2 separate regions of the Oryctolagus cuniculus genome follow, and region 2 is linked to region 1. Evidence: chromatin contacts called from public Micro-C data. All regions are on one chromosome and are shown on one strand. Each heading gives the region's core, a stretch centred on a gene start, on an enhancer-like site or on the middle of the called end of the contact. The rest is flanking DNA. Distances are from core to core; before and after follow the strand shown.

The links. A called contact is a pair of places that touch in the nucleus more often than the background predicts.
Region 2: a Micro-C map of ear pinna shows a contact between it and region 1, with 8 times the contacts expected there. The contact joins the promoter of ZC3H13 here to the promoter of COG3 in region 1. A contact is called at or near these places in 2 of 6 Hi-C or Micro-C datasets (ear pinna and psoas muscle).

What each region holds. Positions count from the first base shown.
Region 1 is chr9:64,559,484-64,566,391 of mOryCun1.1, forward strand. It overlaps COG3 (component of oligomeric golgi complex 3), which reads left to right and starts at 2,767. Exons shown (of 23, transcript XM_002712958.5): 1 at 2,767-3,091. The coding sequence starts at 2,918.
Region 2 is chr9:65,116,254-65,123,161 of mOryCun1.1, forward strand. ZC3H13 (zinc finger CCCH-type containing 13) reads right to left here and starts at 2,497. Exons shown (of 19, transcript XM_070048789.1): 1 at 1,953-2,497. CPB2 (carboxypeptidase B2) reads right to left here. Exons shown (of 11, transcript XM_008259991.4): 11 at 2,630-2,972. The coding sequence ends at 2,779. LOC103349055 (a long non-coding RNA gene) reads left to right here and starts at 2,076. Exons shown (of 3, transcript XR_007920977.2): 1 at 2,076-2,164; 2 at 6,371-6,501; 3 at 6,579-6,908.

The DNA of each region.
Region 1 (6,908 bases), core at 1,517-4,016:
GAGAGAAAGGTCTTCCTTCCGTTGGTTCACTCCCCAAATGGCCGCAAGAGCCGGAGCTGTGCTGGAGGCCAGGAGCCTCCTCTGGGTCTCCCATGTGGGTGCAGGGGCCCAAGGACTTGGGCCATCTTCTACTGCTTTCCCAGGCCAAAGCAGAGAGCTGGATCGGAAGTGGAGCAGCTGGGACTAGAACCGAAGCCCATATGGGATGCCGGCACTGCAGGTGGAGGATTAACCTACTGCACCATGGTGCCAGCCCCCTGCTTCACTTTCAGTCCCGCTCTCTGCTATGGCCTGGGAAAGCAGTAGATGGCCCAAGTCTTTGGGCCCCTGCACCCACGTGGGAGACCCAGAAGAAGCTCCTGGCTCCTGGATTCAGATCAGCGCAGCTCCGGCCATTGTGAACCAGCGGGTGGAAGACCTCTCTCTCTCTCTCTCTCTCTCTCTGCCTCTACCTCTCTGTAACTCTGCTGCCTTTCAAATAAATAAATAAATCTTAAAAAAAAAAAAGTGCTATGCCACAGCGCCAGCCCCAAGGTTTTGCATTTTTGGCAGCAACACTGCAGAACCTGTGCCTAGTCCTCCACCCAGCATGGCAGGAGGGCCCTGTTGATGATGTTAACCTCAATCACTTGGTTAAGGTGATGTCTGCCAGGCTTCTCTGCTGTAAAGTTACTCTTCCCCCTTATTATCAATTAATATCTCGGGGGGATTGTGTAATGGAGCCCCTTAAGTTAAAAAAAAGAAAACTCTGCTCCTCCATTGAGCTCCAATTTCCCTTCCCAGGTAGTAACAGGCAAACAAATCCCTCAGCCCTGTTAGCCATCTGCAAGCTGTTTCTCCTTCAGGACCACCCCGCTTTCCTCCCTCCATTTTCTTCCCCTGTCAAATTCTGCAGCCCTCTTATGATCAATTTCTAAGTGTTTTGCCTGCCCCCACCCTGAAAAAAATTCTTATTCTTTAAAGAAGCACTTGGGGGCCAGTGCTTTGGCACAGCAGATTCAGCTGCCTTCTTTAGTGCCAACATTCCATATGGGCTGCTCCACTTCTGATCCAGCTCCCTGCTAATGCACCTGGGAAAGCAGGGAGGGTGGCCCAAGTGCTTGGGTCCCTGTTACTCACATGGGAGACCTGGAAGGAGCTCCTGGCTTCAAACTGGTCCAGCCCTGGCCGTTGTGGCCATTTGTGGAGTGAACCAGTGGATGGAAAATCTCAGTCTCTCTTTCCTCCTCTGCCTTTCAAATGAATATAATAAAATAAGTCTTAAAAAAAGAAGCAATTGGCCGGTGCCGCGGCTCACTAGGCTAATCCTCCGCCTTGCGGCGCCGGCACACCGGGTTATAGTCCTGGTCGGGGCGCCGGATTCTGTCCCGGTTGCCCCTCTTCCAGGCCAGCCCTCTGCTGTGGCCAGGGAGTGCAGTGGAGGATGGCCCAGGTGCTTGGGCCCTGCACCCCATGGGAGACCAGGAAAAGCACCTGGCTCCTGGCTCCTGCCATCGGATCAGCGCGGTGCGCCGGCCGCAGCGCGCCGGCCGCGGCGGCCATTGGAGGGTGAACCAACGGCAAAGGAAGACCTTTCTCTCTGTCTCTCTCTCTCTCTCACTGTCCACTCTGCCTGTCAAAAAAAATAAAAAAAAAAAAAAAGAAGCAATTAATGATCAGGGCAGAATAAATGTCATGAAGCTTATGGATGGAATGATATGTTATCAAGGTGTGCGTCCTAGGGTGATCATGCCAGATTTTGCACATACACAGCTCAGAGAGAAGAAGTACCAAAGACATTCCCTAAAACTCAACCCCTCTCCCTCCACCCCCAATTTCTCCAGCTTGTGTGTTTATAGGAGCCCCTTCCCTGAGCTAGAAGGGAGGTAATTTGGAGGGGAGAGCCCTTACCTCCTTTGCCTGGCCACACAAAAAGCAAACACAATGTCTCGGCCAACACACTCGTTGCTCTGGTTCTACAACAATTATTTGGGAAGGTACACATTCCTGTTTCTCCTTGAACTTTCACCTATTTTGGCATCCATCCTTACGCTACAATTATTACCGTGGTGTCCTAATGACCTTCTATTTTCCTCATTCTTTGTATGTTTATTGATTGTAATTATGTAAAGTACAAGGTTGTTTCTTCTCCTCTACTTATTTAAATCATTTATTTATATCAGAACGCACTCAGGGTGTTCATCTATAGATTATGATCCAATACTATCATTACAACGTTGTGCAAACTTGCAAAATGGCTTAAATGGCAGAGTAATATTCCAATTACATGTCTGTATCACGAATTCCCAAACCAAATCTCTAATGCTGAACACTTAGATGTTTCCCATTATTGGACACTATTAATGGTGTTTGATATACATGCATCTTTGCATTTTTAAATGTTTTTCCATAAATTAGTTTCCTAACAGGAATTATGGGATGTTGGAAAAGTACCCTTTTGGTTTTGATCTAAGCGGCAGAAACTGTCATCATGTCAACATGGAAATCACACACACGCCACGCTCTCCACTCAAACTACCCAGCTGTGGGCAGACACACGGTAGGATCCCGAGCTCAAGGGGGCCCCTGTCGGCAGGGTGACTTGGCGACAGTGTCTCACTAGCACGGAACAATAAAGTTATTGATGTTGAAGAAGAAACTTCCGGTAGGGGCATTCCTATTTCCGTCAGGGCCCTGCCTGTCTCAGCCACTGCTACAACCCAACCGGAAATACTTGTACCCAGTTTAAAGCCACGTCTATCCTGGTTTCGGCCCCGCCCACATACTGGGAAGCGTTTCCGGGGCAAAGTCACTCCGGCTCGCCCCGCCCCGCAGCCGGTGCTGCGCTGGAAACCCGGGTTCTCCCGGAAGTGGCCGGGACCTCTCTGTCGGGGTCCCCTCTGTCCCGCTGCTGCTGAGGGCCGCGGGGGCGGAGGCGATGGCGGAGGCGGCGCTGCTGCTGCTGCCAGAGACGGCGGCGGACCGGGACGCCCGGGAGAAGCTGGCTCTCTGGGATCGGAGACCAGACTCGACGGCGCCGCTGACCGACAGGCAGACCGACTCGGTGCTGGAGCTGAAGGCGGCGGCGGAGAACCTGCCGGTGCCGGACGAGGTGAGGCGAGGGGGCGGGAACCGGGCTGGGCGAAGGCACGGGGATGCTTCTCAGCCGTCCTGGCGGGACTCTGGCCTCGCCAGCCTCTGCCCGGGCTCTCTGTGCACTCCTCCCTGGACACGGTGGCTGGATCCAGTGGGAGGGGCCCTTCCCCTCCCGGGGCTGTCAGGCCTCGCGTTGCCGCGACCCCGACCGAGCTGCCACCCACCCAGGGAAGGTTGCGGGAGCATCCAGTGGCCGATGCCCGCCGGCACCCCAGTCTCTCCCTGTGGCGTGGGACGGTTGGCTGGGAGCTTTGCCCGGGGCGTCTTGCCCCAGGCGTGACCCTGCTGCCCACCGCCTTTCTGGAGGGGCGCCGACCCTGAGGGCTTTGGCTGCAGGAGAGGCTCCAGGTGGTGCTCGTTGACCACCTTAATGAATAACCTCGCCGCCTTTTACCTTTGGCAAGGGGGACTTGGGGAGAACGAAACTTGATCCTGAGCGTCTTTCATTCATCAGACATTGAACGCTGGGCTGTCGATCAAGTGCAGGTTACGGGAGATCCGATTTATTTGACCCGTGCATAGCAATAAAAGTGAATTTCTTTGCAAACTGGACCAGTACATTGTTAAGGTATGCTAGTTTAATCCAGTTACCGTTGAGAGAGGCATAGTACTGCGTCTGTGAATTTCAGTTTAATTAGTTTTATGGACAACAGGGACGTCCTATGAATTGTCGGATGTGACAAACTTTTTCTTGTTTTGAGGACCAGGTTTAAGAGTATTAAAAGCCAGTGATGGTTATTTTTGGTGTTGGAAGCATTCTTTTTACTTGCTTTAGAAATTATGTCCAAATGAAGGTTGACTTGGCCTTTAGCTTTTTCTGCCTTGAGACCTCAGAGGTTTGCTTTGGAAGTTTTCTGCACATTCAGTCTTGCACACCCTGCCATAAAGTAGGCGTTCGTTCCTTGGCTTCTCTAACTGGAGGATGTTGTGCCGGAAGTGGGTTTGAGGAAGTGGGAGGACATTTCTTTGGTTTGGCTATCCAAGTATTATAATGTGGATAATAAAAGTTGTTTGCTCTGTAAATTTCCCAATCTCTTTAAAATTGATATGGCTTTTCCTGAAGCAGGGTGCTTGGACTCCAGAGCACACACACGTGTGTGTGTGTGTGTGTGTGTGCGCGCGTATGTGCATGAGTGTGTGATATTCTACAAGAAAATACTCTTTAAAAATTATTTTTAACTATTGCATTTTTTTTTTTTTTTCATTTGGGAGGCAGAGGGACAAAGAGGTGCTCCCATCTGCTGGGTCACTCCCAGATGCCTGTGGTCGCTGGGGCTAAAGCCAGGAACAGGAAACTCAGTCCAGCTCTCCCACGTAGGTGGCAGGGACCCAGTTACTTGAGCCTTCACTGCTGTCTCCCCAGGTCTGCATTAGCAGGAAGATGGACTCAGGAGCTAGAGCCAGGAATGGAATCCGTGTACACTGATGAGGGATGAGTGTGTCTTAACCTGTGTCTTAATGCTAGGTCGAATGCCTGTCTCTGTCACTGATGTCCTGATAGAGGTTGCTTTGAATATCTAAATTGTTGTGTTTTGGACATTTTAATAGTATTATTCTTTTTTAAAGGTTTATTAATTTTGAAAGAGAGAGAGAGGGAGAAAGAGAATCTTCCATCCGCTGGTTCACTCCCCAGTTGATGGCAACAGCCAGCTGGGTCAGATGGAAACCAGGAGTCAAGAGTTTCTTCCGAGTCTCCCATGAGTATGGTAGGGCCCAAGGACTTGAGCCATCTTTTGCTGCTTTCCCAGGTGCGTTAGCAGGGAGGTGGATTGGAAGTGGAACAGCTGGGAATCAAACCAGCTTAACCTGCTACGCCACAGTGCTTGGCCTCTGTATTGATTCTCCTAAACCATGAACATAGAATGTCTTTCCACTTTGTGTCCTCTTTAGTTTTTTTCATCAATGTTTTAACAAAATTTTTCATGGTAGAGATCTTTCACCTCTGTGGCTAAATTTATTCTTAATTTTTTTTGATAGCTATTGGAAATGAGATTGGTTTCCTGATATCTTTTTCAGATAATTTGTTTTTGGTAAAAAAAACAATGATACTGATCTTTTTACATTGACTTTGTATCCTACAGCTCTGCTGAATTTGTTTATTGGTTCTAGTAGTTTGTGGTGGAGGCTGGGGTTTTCCAGATAGAAGATCATGTCATCTGTAAACAGTGACAATAAGGCTTCCCCTTTTCCAGTTTGGTTGCCCTTTATTTCTCTTGACTAATTGTTCTGGCTAGGACTCCAGTAATATGTTGAATAAAAGTGGTGGAAGTTGGCAACCTTGTGTTGTTCCAGATCCTAGAGAGAAAGCCTTCAGCGTTTCTCCATTCGGTATGATGTTAACTATATGATAACAACAACAGCTGTTGTTGATATTTTTGAATATATGTGTATATATTGAAGTATGTTCCTTCTATTTCTAATTTGTTCCTAGTCTTATCATGAAGGGTGTTGGGTTTTATTTCAATGCTTTTTCTATGTCTATTGAATGACCATAGGATCTTCATCCATTCTGTTTATGTTTGGAATCACACTTATTAATATACATACATTGAACTACCCTTGTTCATGGGATGAATCCCACTGGCTCATGGTGAATGATCTTCTTAATGTGCTGTTGGATTTAGTTTGTTAGTATTTTGAGGATTTTTGCATCTATGTTCATCAAGGATATTGGTCTGTAGCTTTCTTTTTTTGTTGTGTCTGTCTAATTTTTGTATCAGGATAATGCTTGGCCTCCTAGAATGAGTTTGGAAGAATTCCCTTCCATTCTGCTTTTTGCAATAAGGATTGGTGTTAATTCTTCTTAAAAGGTTTGGTGGAATTCGCTAGTGAAGCTGTCTTGGCTTTTCTTGGATGGGATACTTTTTGTGACTGATGCAGTCTCACTGCTCATTGGTCTGTTGAGGTAATCTCTTTTTTCATGATTCAATCTTGATAAGATGTATGTATCAAGGAATTTGTAAGAGAATGGGTTTTTACTGTCGTAAATCATAAACCTTTTTATTCTCATTGAACATAAAAGAGGGAGTTTGAATTAAATGGAATCTTCTCATTTTTCACCCCATTCTTCCATGTTTATGCACTGAAATACCTATCGTTAGTGGCATGCAATCTTTTTTTTTTTTCTTTAAGATTTGTTTATCTGAAAGAGTTACACAGAGAGAGAGGAGAGGCAGAGAGACAGAGAGAGAGAGAGAGAGAGAGAGAGGTCTTCCATGCGCTGGTTCACTCCCCAATTGGCTGCAATGGCTGGAGCTGCACCGATCTAAATCCAAGAGCCAGGGTGCAGGGGCCCAAGGACTTGGGCCATCTTTCACTGCTTTCCCAGATGATAGCAGAGAGCTGGATTGGAAGTGGAGCAGCCGGGACTTGAACCAGTGCCCATCTGGGACGCCGGCACTGCATGCAATCTTTCAACATATTTACATGCCTGTTGTGAGCTAGGAATTGGGGGTGAAAAGACAAATAAAAAAGAAGACATCCTTAGTCTCCTGGTTCTAGTTGTAGGGATCATGGGCACGTAAAAAAAGAACAAAGAAGGTAAGTTCAGATGGCGATCCATGAGACAAGGAATAATATGGGATGGTGTGGCATAAAAGGGACGGAATGTGCCCTTTTTGGTAAGGGGGCAGAGCCTTTCTAAGAAAGTGACAGTCCCCACCGAGAATTGATGACAGTGGGGGTGGGGTGAAGGAAGAAACCACCCTTGCAAAAACTAATGAAACAGCATTCCAGGTGGAGGAGAAAGTAGTGCAAGGTCATGGGCAGAGGAT
Region 2 (6,908 bases), core at 1,247-3,746, 560 kb after region 1:
CAGAACTGTGACATAACAAAATTACCAAAAAAAGAATAAAAGAGACTTTATATATCAACAGGAGTTAATGTTTCACCTGCTACTAAATATCTGGTGAAAAAAAACAAAATAGTTTCACCTATGAGACAGTTTAAATGCATATGCATGTACACATGTACACACCTGTGGAAGGGGGAGACTAACATCTACTGAAGTCAATTTTTCAAATAAATATAATTCCATCTTCTATATGTAAATGATTCATTTTATAATGTAAACTAATGATTACTCATCAAAATTTAATAGCCTATTATATAGAAATTAATAAAGCATCCACTTGCTGGATTTTAGTATTTTTAATTTATAGTAGAGACAGAAAAATCAGATAAGTTTGCATATTCTGAAGTTTGCAATCAATACTAAATTTGAATCACTAACAATCAGAAAGGCAATAGGAGCACAAATGAGGAGTCTTCAAAAAATTCATGAACAATGCCTATCATGAAAAACATGAATTGCAATAAGATTTTGCACCAAAATAAACTTCCTTTAATTTTTCTACCAATTTCCTGTTGTATTTGATAAAACTGGATCCTATCACATACACACACAGTCTTAGTTTCACAATGCAACATTTATTTTTGAGAGGCAGAGCTCTCATTCGCTGGTTCAGTCCCCAAAGGCCCGCAAGCGCCGCCCGAAGGCGTGACCTATTTTCATAGATACAAACCGCTACATACCGGCAACAATTTTCTTAGTCTGTTGTTGAAACTGTTATCTACCACAATCTGAATATTTCACTAAGAAATTGGAGTCTATTTAAAAATCTAAAGATTGTGCCCACGAAACTCCCAAATACGTCGCGAAACTATTAAAGCTAGCATCCCTATATATACAGATTTATCTGCATGTATATCTACATCTATATATACAGGCTATACTGCACAACCATTTATCGATATACACACACATGTGCTGCAACAGTATCACGGACTTGAAAACTTGAGGTGTAAGGATCTTTTCTAAGGTAGTTCTTTAAGAGATTGCCCAGACCCGTAATTTTCAAAGTAGGTCAAGCCATCTGAAAGCCTCGTAGCCTTCGTTATCTGCTCCAAATAACTTTTCAGCCGCATAAATTATGCTACCCTATTAGGAAGAGATGATGCCAAACGTCACTCTCCTTTGATTCCACCTTCCCCGTTCCAGACACAGTTGCCAAAAAGTAACTACCCGGGAAACCTGAGCATAAAGTAGCACGCCTCAACTCCCCGCACCTGTCTTTAACGCTGCTGGGAGACACGCAAGACAAAACACATTTGAACGCCGGGCCCCTTTTTCTCTAACAGGTCTCGAATGCGCAAAGAGGAAGAATCTAATCCTGCTGCACCCTTCCGTTGCACAGAAACCAAACACGGTGCAAAGTTCCATGCCTACATTACATGGCAGTGAGGGACACAGCCTTTTGTCTCAGTCGCACTGTCCTCCTTGGACCATCGCCAGAATCCTAACTACAGCAAGAAACGAAATCTCAGCACAGGGAGCTGTTGCAGTGTTAAAGGTGGGGTGCTCAACATCCCCCCATGACCCTAGCTGGGAAAAAGGCCAACTCGCTCCCCGCCTGCCCCCCAATTCTTGGTGTGCTCACGGACTTTCCCCAGATACACCAATTCCCAAAGAGCCTACCTGCTGCTCAAGCTCCCCTCACAAGCGCAATCCGGGGGCGCCACCGCCGCCTCCGTTCCGGGGAGCGGGGAAGGCGACTCTGTCCCCGCGCCTGGCCCCGGGAGGACTACGATGAAGAGAAAGAGGTGCACGCGCGGCTCCCGGGAACCGGCCCTCGCCTAGCGAGGGGCTCCCGGGGCGGCTGAAAAGCAAAAGCCGCCCGCCGCCTTGCCAAGATCAAGCGACACAGGAAAGCAGGAAGAAAAAGAATGAAGACATTGGCGAGCAAGAAAAGGCAACAAAAACACTACCAGGCCGCTAGGAGGACCGCCTCAAAATGCCGCCGGAAGTCAGGGTTTTGCCCTGTTCCTTTAGAGCGAGGCCGCTTCCGGCCGCCAGATTAGTCGTCAGCGCTCAGGCACCGCCCCCTCGTTGGGCACGCCCCTCGACGTGACGTCAGTGGGCTGCTGTGGAGTCGTCTTGGGCGCTGGAGATCCCGGACTAGGGACCTTCCCACCGACAGGTGAATTTAAGAGGTGTTTGCTGTTTCTGTTGCATAAGTTCTCACAGGCAACACCTGTTTAAGTGCTCAAAGTGCTACATTTGCTCTCGAAAGTAACTACAGACGTGGAATGTCCGGAAGTTCGACTCGGTTATGCGGCGCTGAGATGGAGCCAGAGGCGATATTTTTCTGTTCATGGCACCGCTCCCCTGCTGGGCCATCGCATGTTACTGTGGAGCCCAAGGGATGCAGAGTTGTGTTTTTAAAGGCGCAGGCAGAAATGTAGTGAAACCAGGAACAGAAATCGTTCGTGTATTCCTGACCTCATTTCCTTTTGATGCTTGGAATCCAGTCATCTGCAGGAAGCTAGTTAGTAGAATTACTTGAGATGGCTAGTCAGGCGTGGGAGTTGAAGGAAAAAATCAGCACCTAGCCATATCCAGATTTTTTCAAAAAGATAAAAATACCCCTGGGCCTTTGTCTGCCTTCATTTCAAATTAGCGTTTATTTTGTTCTTTGACAAAACCACAGACCGGGAAAACATTTTCACAAAACTGATAGCTTAGAAAGACACTGGACAATGGTTTGGCCTTGCTGGGATCAGGGGATTAAAATACGGAAGCCTAGCCACCACGTCAGAGGCCTCCAAGGTTCCTGATGACGTGCCGAGCTATTTTCAGGACGGCGGCCAGGGCCTCTGTGCACGTGGGCTTGATGTAACGCTCCGGCAGCAGGAATCCGTATCTGCCAGTGTCTCGAAGCTCAATTGTAAATGAGTATTTGATGCCTAAGTCGTAGATCCAGTCGTCTGAACCTCCAGGAGCTAGGTCTGAAAGAAAAAGGAAATTGTCTTTTGGGATATAGGTGTTTTGCAATAGGATTTTTTTTAATGAAAAATATTTTTTAAAATTATTAAGTCACATAAATTTCTTGTAGCAAAATGAAGGCTAAAGAAAAAGACGAGAAAGAAGAAAACAAAAATTAGTCGTAATCCTACCAAGCAATGATATTTACCAGTAATGTTTTAGTGCGGCTTTCCTCCCAGTACAGACTCCCTGATTTTTTCTTTTTCTTTTTTTTACTAAATATATAAGATCACACTATGTATACAGTTTGTAAGTACAATCATTGTAACATTTTTAAATTGATAAGTTCAGATTTGCTTCCTTATTTTTATTTTTTATTTATTTATTTATTTATTTATTTTACAGGCAGAGTGGACAGTGAGAGAGAGAGACAGAGAGAAAAGTCTTCCTTTTCTGTTGGTTCACCCCCCCAATGGCCTCTGCGGTCAGCGCACTGCAGCCAGCGCACCGTGCTGATCCTAAGCCAGGAGCCAGGTGCTTCTCCTGGTCTCCCATGGGGTGCAGGGCCCAAGTACTTGGGCCATCTTTCACTGCACTCCCGGGCCACAGCAGAGAGCGGGCCTGGAAGAGGGGCAACCGGGACAGAATCTGGCACCCCGACCAGGACTAGAAACCGGTGTACAGGCACTGCAGGCGGAGGATTAGCCTATTGAGCCGCGGCACCGGCCCTGCTTCCTTATTTTTAATGATCTCGTAGCATTGCATTATAAAGCTAGATATAATCAATTTAAATAATTAGATTTTAGGCAATTTTTTACTAATATAAACAATTTTACTACAACCTACCCTTGTTGACACATAACTGCTTTGTTTCTTTAGAATATTCTTTTCCAGTAGGCTTTCTAGATTAAGGGTAAGCACTTTTAGGCTTTACCATACTTGTTCCCAGATACGTTTCAAAAGCAGTGAGCCGATTTATGCTACCACTCGCAGGGTCTGAGTATGCCTCCTTCCCCTTCCAGCACAATCCACAGAAATTATCCTTTCCAGCAATTTTATGGGTGAAAAATAATATCGTTATCTTATCTTTCTTTCATTATCACAGAGTTGAACTGTTTTTTGAGTATTATCCATCTTTATTTTTCTGTCAATTATCCTTGCTCATTTTTCTGTGGTTTATTTTAAAGATTGCTTACCAAATCAATGTTGGTGTTACTAGCCCTGTATAATATGTGGAAAATTTTTTGTCTCATTTGGTTTTTGGCTTTCAACTTAGTTTATGGGAGGGTGTTTATATTAAAATAATAGATCTATCTGGAGGGCCGGCGCCATGGCTCAATAGGCTAATCCTCCGCCTTGCGGCACTGGCACAACCGGATTCTGTCCTGGTTGCCCCTCTTCCAGGCCAGTTCTCTGCTGTGGCCCGGGAGTGCAGTGGAGGATGGCCCAAGTGCTTGGGCCCTGCACCCGCGTGGGAGACCAGGAGAAGCACCTGGCTCCAGCCTTCGGATCAGCGCAGTGCACTGGCTGCAGTGTGCCGGCTGCGGCAGCCATTGGAGAGTGAACCAACAGAAAAGGAAGACCTTTCTCTCTCTCTCTCTCTCTCACTGTCCACTCTGCCTGTCAAAAAAATAAAATAAAAAAAATTAAAAAAAAATCTATCTGGAATTTTTGTGAAAGATTAATATGATGAAGTTTTTTTCTAAATATCTTATCAGGTGTTTCAATTAATTTCTGACTGTTCAATTATCCAACGTTCTTTGTGTGTGTTTTTTTTTTTAAGATTTATTTAGTTATTTGAAAGGCAGGGTTACAGAGAGACAGAGGCACAGAGAGAGAGAGAGAGAGAGAGAGGGCTTCCATTCACTGGTTCACTCGGTCTCAACGGCCAGAGCTGGGCGGATCCAAAGCCAGGACAGGAGCTTCTTCTGGATCTCTCACGTGGATGCAGGGGCTCAAGGACTTGGGCCATCTTCTACTGCTTTCCCAGGCCATAGCAGAGAGCTGGATTGGAAGTGGAGCAGCTGGGACTTGAACTGGTGCCCATATGGGATGCCAGCACTGCAGGCAGCAGCTTTACCCACTACGCCAGAACGCCAGCCCCTCCAACATTCTTAACTGGTTTAAAATGCCTTTTATTTATTTATTTATTTATTTAATTTATTTTTTTGACAGGCAGAGTGGACAGTGAGAGAGAGAAAGAAAGGTCTTCCTTTTGCCGTTGGTTCACCCTCCAATGGCCGCCGTGGCCATCATGCTGCAGCCGGTGCACTGCGCTGATCCAATGGCAGGAGCCAGGTGCTTCTCCTGGTCTCCCATGGGGTGCAGGGCCCAAGCACTTGGGCCATCCTCCACTGCACTCTCTGGCCACAACAGAGAGCTGGCCTAAAGAGGGGCAACCGGGACAGAATCCGACGCCCCGACCGGGACTAGAACCCGGTGTGCCAGCACCGCAGGCAGAGGACTAGCCTAGTGAGCCACGGCGCCGGCTAAAATGCCTTTTTTATGATATAAGCAGATCTCCTTATCTATCGCAGTGTCTTTATGTACTCATTATTTTTATTCATCTGTCTCTTCCAAGTTCAGTGTTACACTATCTTGATTACTACAGGTTTATAATGCATGCCAACATCTGATTGGAGACATATTCTTAGTAGTCCTTTCAGAACTTTAAAAACTCATCTAACAAATTCTTTCTCTTTTAAAGATTTCTTTTTTTCTTTGAAAGAATTACAGAGAGTGCTTCCATCACTGATTCACTCCCCAGATGTCTGCAAAGGCTACAGCTGGGCCAGTCTGAAGCCAGAGGTGCCTAAAACTCCATCCTGGTCTCCCAGATGGGTGGCAGGGACTCAAATACTTGGGCCATCTTCTGTTGCTTTTCCCAGATACATTATCATGGAGCTGATCGGAAGTGGAACAGCCAGGACATGAACTCTGGTGCCTGTATAGGCTGCCAGCATCGCAGGTGGTGGTTTAACCTGCTGCACAGTGTAGGCAGCCCCAAATTTATTCTTTCAAATTAACTTCAGAATTATTTGAGTATCCATCAGGATTGCATTGAATACATACATTACTTTAGAAAAAAATGTATATTGTTTCCCCACTCAAAGCCATGGTCAGTTTCTACTTTTGTCTTTTATATACACCACTAAAATTTTCTAGAGTTTTCATGTAGCTGCTATAAGTTTATTTTGTGTGTGCACATATATACACACATATTAATTTAAAATTAATCCATATGTGTGTACGTGCTTGTAGGTATACATGTATTTAATGCAGGCAATGCTATCTACTTTATTTTCTACCTTACTATTTTTATATATAATGTTACAGAATTATCTGTATTTTATAATGAGCTACCTTAGTCACCTCTTTGATTGTTACTAATATTTTTGGTTGCTTTTCTACATTTTTCTAGGTGGACAACTGTGTAATATGCAAAGAATGACAATTTTTGCTTCACTGTACCTATATATGGATTTACAAGGTTATTTACTGAAGCATTGCTTGTGATTAATATTGGAAAATATCCCATCAACAGCGGATTAGGTATGGCACTCATTCATTGATTCATTCATCAAATGTTTGTGAAAACCATGCTCAACATCCGGTATTTATTCTTCCAGCCATTTCCCTATACTTCTACATGCATGCTGGAGGAATGAATGTGTGAAGATGGGCTGATTTCATGATAGCAGAAGGTTGCTTCATCAACTCCTCCAGCCCTGAGGCACTGCAGTTAATGTTCTGGCAAATGACCAGAGAGAAGAGGATGGAGGCCAAGAACCCTCTTGTCAGTGAAGATGAGTATGAGGTTCTTCTGTAACAAAGCAAGGTCCTTGGTCAGGAAAGGCAGAGTGGATCAAGGACACTAGAGACAAACACTGTGTGGACCAATTGGCTGACATTTGGGGGTGGGGCAGGGTTGGAACCAGGAGGAAGGAAATTCTGGACTT